Regions from separate parts of the Gossypium hirsutum genome. Here all the other regions are linked to region 3. A link is a contact called in public Hi-C data. All regions are on one chromosome and are shown on one strand. Each heading gives the region's core, a stretch centred on a gene start, on an enhancer-like site or on the middle of the called end of the contact. The rest is flanking DNA. Distances are from core to core; before and after follow the strand shown.

What was found. Hi-C and Micro-C count contacts between places; a contact is called where the count stands out from the background.
Region 1: a contact with region 3 is called in a Hi-C map of leaf, with 2.9 times the contacts expected there. The contact joins the promoter of LOC107954390 here to the enhancer-like site in region 3. A contact is called at or near these places in 5 of 34 Hi-C or Micro-C datasets (leaf and petal).
Region 2: a contact with region 3 is called in a Hi-C map of leaf, with 2.8 times the contacts expected there. The contact joins the promoter of LOC107954391 here to the enhancer-like site in region 3. A contact is called at or near these places in 5 of 34 Hi-C or Micro-C datasets (all in leaf).

What each region holds. Positions count from the first base shown.
Region 1 is chrD07:21,361,693-21,364,994 of Gossypium_hirsutum_v2.1, reverse strand. LOC107954390 (pto-interacting protein 1) reads right to left here and starts at 1,327. Exons shown (of 8, transcript XM_016889932.2): 1 at 1,041-1,327; 2 at 1-16.
Region 2 is chrD07:21,384,803-21,388,409 of Gossypium_hirsutum_v2.1, reverse strand. LOC107954391 (dnaJ homolog subfamily B member 6) reads left to right here and starts at 1,506. Exons shown (of 6, transcript XM_016889934.2): 1 at 1,506-1,731; 2 at 2,014-2,106; 3 at 3,137-3,167. The coding sequence starts at 1,666.
Region 3 is chrD07:21,221,706-21,225,229 of Gossypium_hirsutum_v2.1, reverse strand. No RefSeq gene overlaps it. Among protein-coding and RNA genes, the nearest start is that of LOC121219770, 18 kb to the right of the region's middle. Within about 2 kb of position 1,734, at least 2 of the 9 cell types and tissues checked have an H3K27ac peak or open chromatin away from gene starts, as enhancers often do. A contact at or near this core is called in leaf, where this site is marked.

The DNA of each region.
Region 1 (3,302 bases), core at 78-2,577, 140 kb before region 3:
TTTGCAAGATCCAAATCTAGGAATTCAAGGAAGAATATCTGTGAGTACAAATATCAAAAAAGAAGAACACATTTTTTGTTAACCCAAAGAAAAAACAGATTTCTTGTATAGAAACCACAAAACAAACAAAATGCAAATGCGCAGAGCACAAATATTAGGTTAGATAGATGAAAGCAATTTCCAGGAAAAACTGCAGAAGTAAAATGCATTTAGTTTTTTCACAATCTACTAGTTTGAAGTCCAGATATTACAGAACAGGAAGTCTTTTCATTGTGTCCATGTGGAGCATTTCTTTAGTCTGGCAAACCAGATAACATATCTTGTTATAATATTTGTCCTTGAATCAAATAACATGCTATAAAGCAGACTCCTATTTCTTTTGCATAAGAGCAGAAAGAAATGAAAGGAAATTTAAAAAAAAAAAACTATTCCAGGTATGCATATGAGATCAATTCCATAAACTCATGAAATTGCGGCATTTCATTCTCACACATAATATCCTATGAAATGAGAGGTGAGTTGAGTTAAACTTTCATTGGGTTATCAAAATGCAGCCTGGCATGCGCAAACATCAAAAGAAACCACAGGGCAGTATTGCTCACAATCAACTTGAAATCATTGGAAACAAAGTTTGGTAAGGCTTTCAGCCACAACAACTTTTCATAAAACGAAAATACCCAAATCTACAATTTCACCCGCTTTAAATACCTAAAAGTTCCCCTACTACTTAAAATCGATATATTATGAGAAATTCTATTCAATAAACTCCCCCCAGTAAAACGAAGCACAGATATCCAAGTTAAATCACTCTATCAAACAGATCAACCACTCACCAAATGTATAGCTTATAAGGTTATGCATAAAAGGCCAGTCAAACACAGCATTCAACAACCTTTTTTTTTTTTTTATCACAGTTTTAAAAAATCAAACAGTTTCGTGAGTACCGAAAATCACCTAATTACTTTGACCCGTTTGCATGTCAATCAAAAGCATCCAAACGAAAATAATATATATACACATCCGTATAATGGAAATACCACCTGAAATTTGGGGACGATGAAGTGAAGCAATCAGTTCAAAAAGAGACTCTGCCTATTAGTTGAGGTGAAGATCTGAGACGGTGAAGCCGGCGAAAGGTGCTTAGGTTAAGTGAAACAATAAAAGGGAAAAAACAGTCTTGACTTTATCGGTAGTTGCCTTGGATTGTATTTGAAATTATTTTTCAAGCTTCTTTTTTTTTACGTTATTACTATTAGTACATTTGATTTTTGTTTTCCTTTTTCTTGCTCTTTCTACACTGAGCTAGCCAGACTTGATTTCCAATTCCACCAGGGTTGAATTTTGAAGTGGGAGGTGTTCAAAGCCCACCGAGTTGGGTTACGTGTCATTTTTTTATTGGATTGAATTATAAAAAAAAAGAAAAAGAGAAGTTGTTAGAGAAAATAAAAAGTCCTGTTTTTGAAGCTATCTTCCAATGCCAGGTCAGCTGACGTGAGCTTCAACTTGTCACTCACTATTTTAGGAATAATTAAACGGACTAATTTAAATTTTGAGTGATAAAAAGCTATGCTTTCTGCTTTCGGTGATTGTTGGCCGTAGTCAAATGTATGATTCTAATATTAATTTTTTTTTATTTTTAACCAGAGTTAAATATAGAATATATTTGGTAGCGTGGAAATCTTATGTTTTATGCATGCCACATTTAAAAATGTTAATTCGTTATTCTTAAAAAAAAGTTAATCTGTTATCCGACTAACAAAGAAAAATGATTATTTTTATACTAATTCTAAATGGTGTAGTGTTAAAGTTCACACCCAACATCTGGAATCCATACGTAATTTGTTTAGAAAAGGATTTTATTTTTTCGTCAAATCCAAATTAATTATTTTTTAAAAAACTTTAAAATTATTAAAAAGAGTAAAATAATTAAATGTTAATGTGGCATATATGTAGACTGTCACATCAACAAAGCCATTTGAGACGATTTGACAAATAATACAAATTTAATGATTGAAAGAGACGGACAAATTAAACGAAAAACTAAAAAGACTTTTTTTTTATAAAGTTGAGGCCAAATAAATCATTATATCTTTAAAAAAATCTCTTTTTTTTTAAATATATACATTTATTCTAGAAATGTATTAATACAAGTACTTATAGATTTTTTAAGGTAATCAACTATAAAAGATTATCATTTTAGGTATTTAAAATAAAAAGTTTGCAATTTAGACACCTCTGTTAAATAGTTTGTTCATTTTGGTCATTTCTATTAAAAGCTCTAACAAAAATCTGACACAACGTTTTTTTTTTACACGTGGACCAATCATTGGATACCACATGTGACAATTTACCATGTCATAAGTGTTTCATTTCACTTTAAAGGATTAAAATATAATTTCCTCGATACTAATTATTAATCAAAATAAAAGGAAAACAATAATTAAATAGTTGAAGTACCCTAGAAATCCAAATGTCATCTTCTTCCTCAAATTTTAACTTAGAATTTCAAAAAAAAAAATCAAAAAGAACAATAGGATGAACTAATAAATAACGACCTCAAACACGACAAACAAACTTTACAAATTCAGATTAGCCCAAGAGAAGCATTCCTTTTATTTTAAACAATATTTCTTGATTTCTCTTCCTCTTCCATCGATTTTTGTTTTAGCTTTAAATAAAAAGAAAATCCCTGAGAGATTTGTAATTGAAATTTTGGATTCTCTCCAACTTATTTTTGTAAGAGTTTCATATTCAATTTCTTAAACTCATTTCTTTCTCCAACAACAAATGTTTAAAGAAACCCAAAATTTTGATTGGGGAATAAAGGGAATAAAGATCAAAACTTTATTGAGAATAGGAAATGAGTTTTGAAGGAAATATGGAGTTGAAGAACAAAGAAGAATTAGGGGAAGGGAAGAAGTAGGGTGGTGTTTTAGAAAAGGGAATCAATCTCTTTGCAAACAAAAAACGACAGTTTATTTTGTGCTTGAAAGAGAATATTTTTCAACAAGTTTACAAATTAAACAAGATTGAAACTTGAAAGAGAATAAAATAAAACAATAGTAGTAGCCAAATTTATTAAAACAAATTAAATCTATGGATTTGGAATTCTTTTTCTTGGGGTGATGAAAAATTGGGAATGTAAAAAGAAAAACATTTTTTTAAAAAAAATTAAGGTTAAACCTTTTTTTTTAATAAAAATGATAATTTTATTTTATTTAAATGATGTGAAAAATCAAAATTTTAGAAATAATTCTGCATTATATTTTCATTAGAGTTGTTGATGTGAGTGACCGAAATTA
Region 2 (3,607 bases), core at 257-2,756, 160 kb before region 3:
AGTCCTTACTTTAAATCAATATACTAAAACCTACTTCTTAATTATTATTATTTTTTAATACTCTTCAATTTTCTCTTTTATCATCTTCATATCATTTTCTCATTTTATCGAGAAATCAATTATACATTATGTCATGATTCTTGATTTAACTCTCTTTTGATATCTTCCAACTTTCATTTTCTTTGATCTTATACCTTATTTCACTAAAAATTTATCTTATATTATTTACGACCAAGGGGGTTTTGAGGATGTTACAGTTTGAGATCTACCGGGCATTAGAACAACTCCAATTAACCTCAGGATGTGTGCTAAGGCGTATTGTTCTCTTTCAAGGGGACTTGAACTCTCGTGGAGATTTTGGAAATCTTCTTGCAACCATTTCATCTTTATCCAGCTACTAAAAAACTTGTTCGGCACCTTGCCTAATAGTTGCTAGCAAATGCTGCTCCAATCGCCAACGACAACTGATCTCGTAACGACTGGCCCATCTACCGATAAACTGAGTTGTAATTGAACGTCCTCGAGTGTGATTGTACACTCACCGCATGGAAGATGACATGTGCGTGTCTCGGGTCCCTATCCTTCCACCAACACATTGATAAGTATGGGGTCCAATTTACACCCCCGAGCATACGGGACACGTGCAAAAATCCCGCATCTTCTGACAATCATACGTGATGGCCTCAAAGATAGATTGTGTATATATGTCTCCAAAATTCGATCTTCAACTTGATTATAAAAAAACAAAAAGAACAAATAAATTTTAATCTTTTTAGCAACTTAATAATAAACTTAAAATTAGAAATATTAGAAATATTGTCTTCCCATTTGCAATTGAAATGCGGAAACGTGGTTGTCATCGAAACGAATAAGAGTATTTGCCATTCCAAAATTGAATTAAAATGAATAAAAATCGAAAAACAAAATTAAATCAAGACGAACTTGAGAGAATTTTAATTAAAATTCTAAAACTAAATTCTTAAGAGAATTGAGATAATTGGATTTGAATGAAAAGATGAGGAAAGGATCCGAGTTTATATAGAAATAAAACTAGTTGTTTTTTATGGCTGTTGGTGGAGGTTACCGTTAGGTGAAAAAATGTCCAGCTAGACGTGTTTTCTGTTGATTGTGCAGGAAAGCACGCCCAACTGGACGCGTTTTCACTCACACTCTCTCTAAAATTGACCTATTCCGATAAGTATACCAGAAATCGGTCTAATCACTCAATTATTTTTTTTAAATTGATATTTTTACGTAATTTAGCCTTTTACTTTCTTTTATTAAAACTTACAAATTTATTTATTTGCATAATACTTTTTTAATTGATTTCTTTTTATTATTTGATATACATTTATAATATAAATAATATCTATATTATTTTTCATTATAGATAAAATAATAGTTAATAATTTGACAAATAATTTTAAGATGTATTTTTTTTAAAATATATTTAACAATTTTTTAAAACATATAAATAATCTTGCATGGGACGGGATAAAAAGTTTGTTTAAATAAAACACTTACGAATGCCGCGCTAGTGTAGATTTCGCTTTGCCACGCTCTATTAGTTTCCTGTTGACACGCACTAGCATTAAGCCCACGCTTCACTTAATTAAAAAATTAAGTGCCCAGCAAAGAAAAGCTCAGCCCAATTAAATCACAGAAATGCAAGGTGATGAAGCGAGACTCCTGCTAGGCTTCCCCCCTAATTCTCGCCCTTCTCCTTCTCAGGTTTTTTTCTTTCTTTTTCAAATTTCATTCAGTTTTTCATTTTTATTTTATTTTATTTTGCTCTTAACTTTGATTGTTTTAGGGGTTTTTTAAATCTCATTGTTTTTGGTTGTTGACTTGGATTGAAATTGATAAATCGAGTTGTTTTCCTTTTGGAGATTGTGGCCTTGATTGCTTTCTTCAAATCAGTTAGACTAACAAAATTTCTCGATTTTTTCTTCTTTGTTTATGAAGTTGTATATTTTATTAATTTCTTTTATGGTTTTTTATTTGGAATTTTAGATTAAAGCAGCTTATAGAAAGAAAGTATGGGAATCGCATCCTGACTTGTTTCCAGTTCACGAAAAGCATTCGGCGGAGTCTAAGTTTAAGTTGGTAAGCATCGATGTGCCTTTAAAACTTTCACCCGTTTTCTAATATATTCTTTGATTGGAATGCACATCTTCGTCGGGGCCAGGTTTGAATTGTTGTTATATGGGTACTGGCTTACTAGTGATGCGATCATTAGGGATCTGAAAAGGAACTGTTGAAGCTTGTTGAGACAAGCTTAAGCATTTTAGAGGTTGATTTGAACAAGCTAAGCATTTTTACAATGTTAGGTTTGAGAGATATTAGCTTAGAGCAGTTTTGTGACTGTTAGTAATTCCACTCTATCTAAAATATACTTGGGGAGTCTTTCTTGATTCTTTTTGCATGTAAGCAGCGATTTAGAATAGTATGTTCTGGTGAGTAATCAGACTGGCAGTACGTTTATATTCTTTCACGAGTTTTTTTGGATTCTAACTGCTGAACATGTTAAGTCTACCTTGGATTGGCTATTTGAATTCTTTGGAGGGAGCTAGATTGCTTGGGGGTTTGTATCATGTTTTGGTTAAGTCATGGTGCAAGCAGCGATTTAGAATAGTATGTTCTGGTGAGTAATCAGATCTGGCAGTACGTTTATATTCTTTCACGAGTTTTTTGGATTTCTAACTGCTGAACATGTTAAGTCTAACCTTGGATTTGGGAGATAAACTGAAATTTACCTGGTAAAGACTAGGTTTAGTCTTAACAAACGGTAGTTTTTATTTGGAATAATTTACCTAACCTTCACAGAAACTTATCATTCTAGACTGGCCTTTTGAGCCATATACTTTCTAAATTATGGTACGTTTTCTGGAGGTTGCCATTCTTGACAAGAGCCAACATACTGGAAAACGAGTAACCGATGCAGTATTAATATTAAGTTTTTCCAATTAGTTTATTTCATTTATTGTATCTGAATATGAAATATTTCTTTCATCTGGGAGCACTGAATGCGATAATTGTGTGGATATCTTTAATCCTGTATTCTGCAGTTTAAAAATAGTTCCAACTGCATTTACGGTTGTGACAAATATAACCTAAAGATGTGCATTTTTTGCAGATTGCTGAAGCTTATACTTGTCTACGGTCTGGTAATTCTCCTGACTTCTTGAGAAAATATTGAGTTTTCCAAGAAATCATGGTTTGCAAACTCAATAGATAGTCTAACATGGGAAGAAATCTCTTGTTTAATGTTCTCCAAAGGTAGCACATTTTGTGGAGACATAATAGCTTGTTGTCTAAACTTAGAAGATAGGAGAGTATCTGTCCTTGCCTCTTTCTGCTGTCCCCTTGGCTAACAAAATGACTTTTGCATTCGCTGTTTTAGTTTGAGCTTATTTATTTTTAGCTTATTTTTAATTTAGTTTTTTAGAAGTCATAAAAAAAAAGAAAAAAACATATAAAAAGAACGAATTTTTTTTTTAGATAATGTAGCTTGGTTTGAATTTTATTTTGATTAGGCTAGAATTAAAAAGTTGGGATAAATAAGCTAGAATCAAAATTCCAGGTTAACTTAATTTAGGATTCTAGG
Region 3 (3,524 bases), core at 485-2,984:
TTTCTCTTGAAATCTCTTTAGTATTTATTTCTACACACGTCTTTTTTTAGGAGGTCTACAGCCATTATGTGGCATGTGTTTTTATATATTACTTATGCTTTGTAGTACATTTATTTTTTTTAAAAGGGAAATTCAATAATTCATTCCATGAATGAATACAATTTAGGGAAAAAGCAAAAGCATCCGTCCTAAGTAGTGAAGGACAAGTTCCATCAACACAACAAAGGCTTTAGTCTTAGCATCAAGTAAACATTATGGCACGTTGACAACTTGACTCTGTCACAATTCAAGCACGACATATTTGGAGTGATTGAAAGTACTTAATAAAGGAAATCAGCCCCCTGGATGGTCCAAAGCGGTGGACAAAAATCGACAAAAGAATGGAGCATCTTGAAAAGGAATGTGACAAAATCATCCCTAAAATCACTTGCAAAAGCAAAACTATATGAATAAGCAAGACAAAAAAAAGCGTACTACAAGAGCAAACAAAAAATTTTAAAAGTGAAAACTTATTAAACAATGAAATACAAAAAAAACATATAAAACTTAGATAATATAGGTCCAAACCGACTCGTGAAATAATTTATTATTTTGAAATACTCTAAAAACATAAACAAATTAAGAAGTCGACAAAGAGCCGCCTACTTTTCAAGAGAAACTGCTGGTGGTCAGTAGAGTTTCAATGATGACAGACACCGTTATCTATTCATGACAATTTATGAAGACAATAAAAATACCCACAAAATAGATCTGCAAACTAAAAAAAAATAAATAGAAAAATAGAGTAATGAAAAAGGTGAACCGTAACCAACCTTACATTTATTGTTTTTAAATAAGCTATTGTTTACGTCAAAGATAGCAAAGAGATAAATTAGATTCATAACAGAAATAAGAGCTTACCATATTAAAGGCAGGGAAAGAAAACATCAATAGCAAATAACAAACATGAGATGAACGATTTTTTTTAGGTAAACTAGAAGGTGGGAAACCAATTTTTAAATTTTTATTTTGGGTATTGAAAATAAAAAAATTATAAATTGAGTATGATTGTTAATAATTATTTTTATTTTAGTCACTAAATTTTAATAAGTTTTCATTTTGATCATCTGTAGCTAATTTAATGTTATTATACACACATTTTACTCATCCAACTTAATAAGTATTCATTTTGGTCACTCATATCTTTTTATAAATTATTATTTTTTATAATAATTTATGAGTAAACAAAATGAAACTTATTAAAGTACAGTGACTAAATGAGTGTACAATAAACGTGGAGGAGGATGCCAAGGTGATTTGGGACAAGGCTGCGGCTTTGAATAAGGATTTCCGTATTTTTAATCTGTTGGATAGGCCGATGATCCCTAAGCCCATTGTGGAAAGAGCCTGGCAGAAGCCTGAGGCAGGGTTTATCAAGATCAACTTTGATGCTACTATTCAGGAGAGCTTGGTGTCTTATGGTCTGGTGGCAAGGGATGCTGATGGTTTCGTTTACGGGGGGCATGTGGGCATGATTGACAATGTTTCGAGTATTGAGTGGGCGGAGATGTATGCCTTGGATGAGAGTATCAAGTACGCTCGGTCTAAAAACTGGAAGTATGTGTCGGTGGAGTCTGATTGTGCAAGCATTGTTAATCGTTTCAATAGCAGAAAGGAGGATTTGACGTTGATAGGCCACTAGGTGAAAGAGATTCGTAAGCACACTGCTGGTTTCAATTTTTTTAAGGTTAATTGGGCCCCTCGGTGTTGTAACAAAGTAGCTGATGCTCTTTGTAAATGGGCTTTTATTAACAAGAGTTGTATGGATTTTAACATGGATTTTCCGACGGAGATCCATAATCTTGTTTTAAAGGATGCGATCAATTAAAGTTTTAACCTCCGGGTTTTTTCAAAAAAAAAATGAGTGTACAATAACATTGCATTAATGGGCGACTAAAATGAAAATGTTTGTGTAATTTGTAATCTTTTTAGTGTCTAAAATGAAAACTTATGAAAGATAAATGATTAATTGTGTAATTTATTTATTTTTATTACTTTACTTCCCAATCAATCGATACAAACTTTGTTTAATTTGTTTCAATAAACTACGAATTTGAAGAGGAAGGTAGAAGAAGGTAAACAATGGCAACAGTAAAGATAAAAACAAAATGACTTATATACTGCACGAGAAAATTTTTTTATTTTTGCCGGTATTTAGAAAAGTTAGTTTAAGTTTATATGATTATGAGTTTATAAATAATGGTTAGCGGATAAAATAATAATATAGATTTTAGGTATAATGAATTTTTTGACCCTTTAAATTTATAAAAAAATTATTTTAGTCCTTCATTTAAATTTTAACTTTTTTTAGCCCTTAAATTTATATTTTTTTTATGTCAAATCACCTCAAAATGAATGAGAAAATTAACGTTTTTTAACTTTATTGGCATTGCATACATGTGGATTGTCATGTTGATATTTAATTAATTTTTTAAAATTTAAAAAGTTCAAAAAATTTAAAAAAATAAAATTCATTAAAATTTATAAAAATATATATATAAAAAATATTTTTTCCAATATTTTTAAGTTTTAAAAATTAATTGAATACTAACATGACAATCTACATGTATAACATGTTAACAAAGTTAATAAACTTTATCTTTTCTCATCCATTTTAGAGTGATTTGACAAAAATTACAGGTTCAAGGGCTAACAGAAGTAAAAAAATTAAATGGAGGGTGAAAATATTTTTTTTTTTTGTAAAATTGGATCACCAAAAAAACATTATGCCTAGATTTTAACCCTTTTTCTAGAATATATATTTTAACATTTTAAATTTATAATACATAGATTTAAGTAACCACCATTTATATTTATTTCAATTGAATAAATTAATTTTATTTAATATATAAATACATATAAATTTATAAAAGTATATCATTTTAAATAGGGATAATATAATTTTTGGCCCTAAATTTTGTAACTAAACCTACTTTGGTATCTATATTTTTTTGTCCACTTTGGTCTTAGAACTTTGTAACTAGATCCATTTGCGTCCCTAAACTTGGAATAAAGTCAAGGTTTAATGATGTGACCAGTGTTACTGGAACAAGATCGGATCTTATGGACCAAGAAATAATCGATATGTCCAAATAAAGGAGTTAAACCGATTGACTTGGAAACTGCTTGAAATTGGTAAAACTCGAAAACTAAGACAAAAATAAATAGTTGAAACAAATTAATATTTTTTTACTTTTTTAAATCTTTATGAAATTTTAATTAATTAATTAATTATTATTGGTCCAATGATTGAATCGATCGAATTGGTTGAATCATGAATCGATGGTCTGGGCTGTTCAACCATCAATCCAGTTATTAAAAAAGGTGAATGTGACATTTTGATATTGTATCACATCATCACTTGAAAATTTATATATCATTTTTTAATTTACAAGTGATGATGTGGTTTATTCTTAAAGTGTCATGTTATCAAACTTTTATAGTTTTCAAGTTCAAGGACCAAAGTAAACCTAATTGTCAAGTCT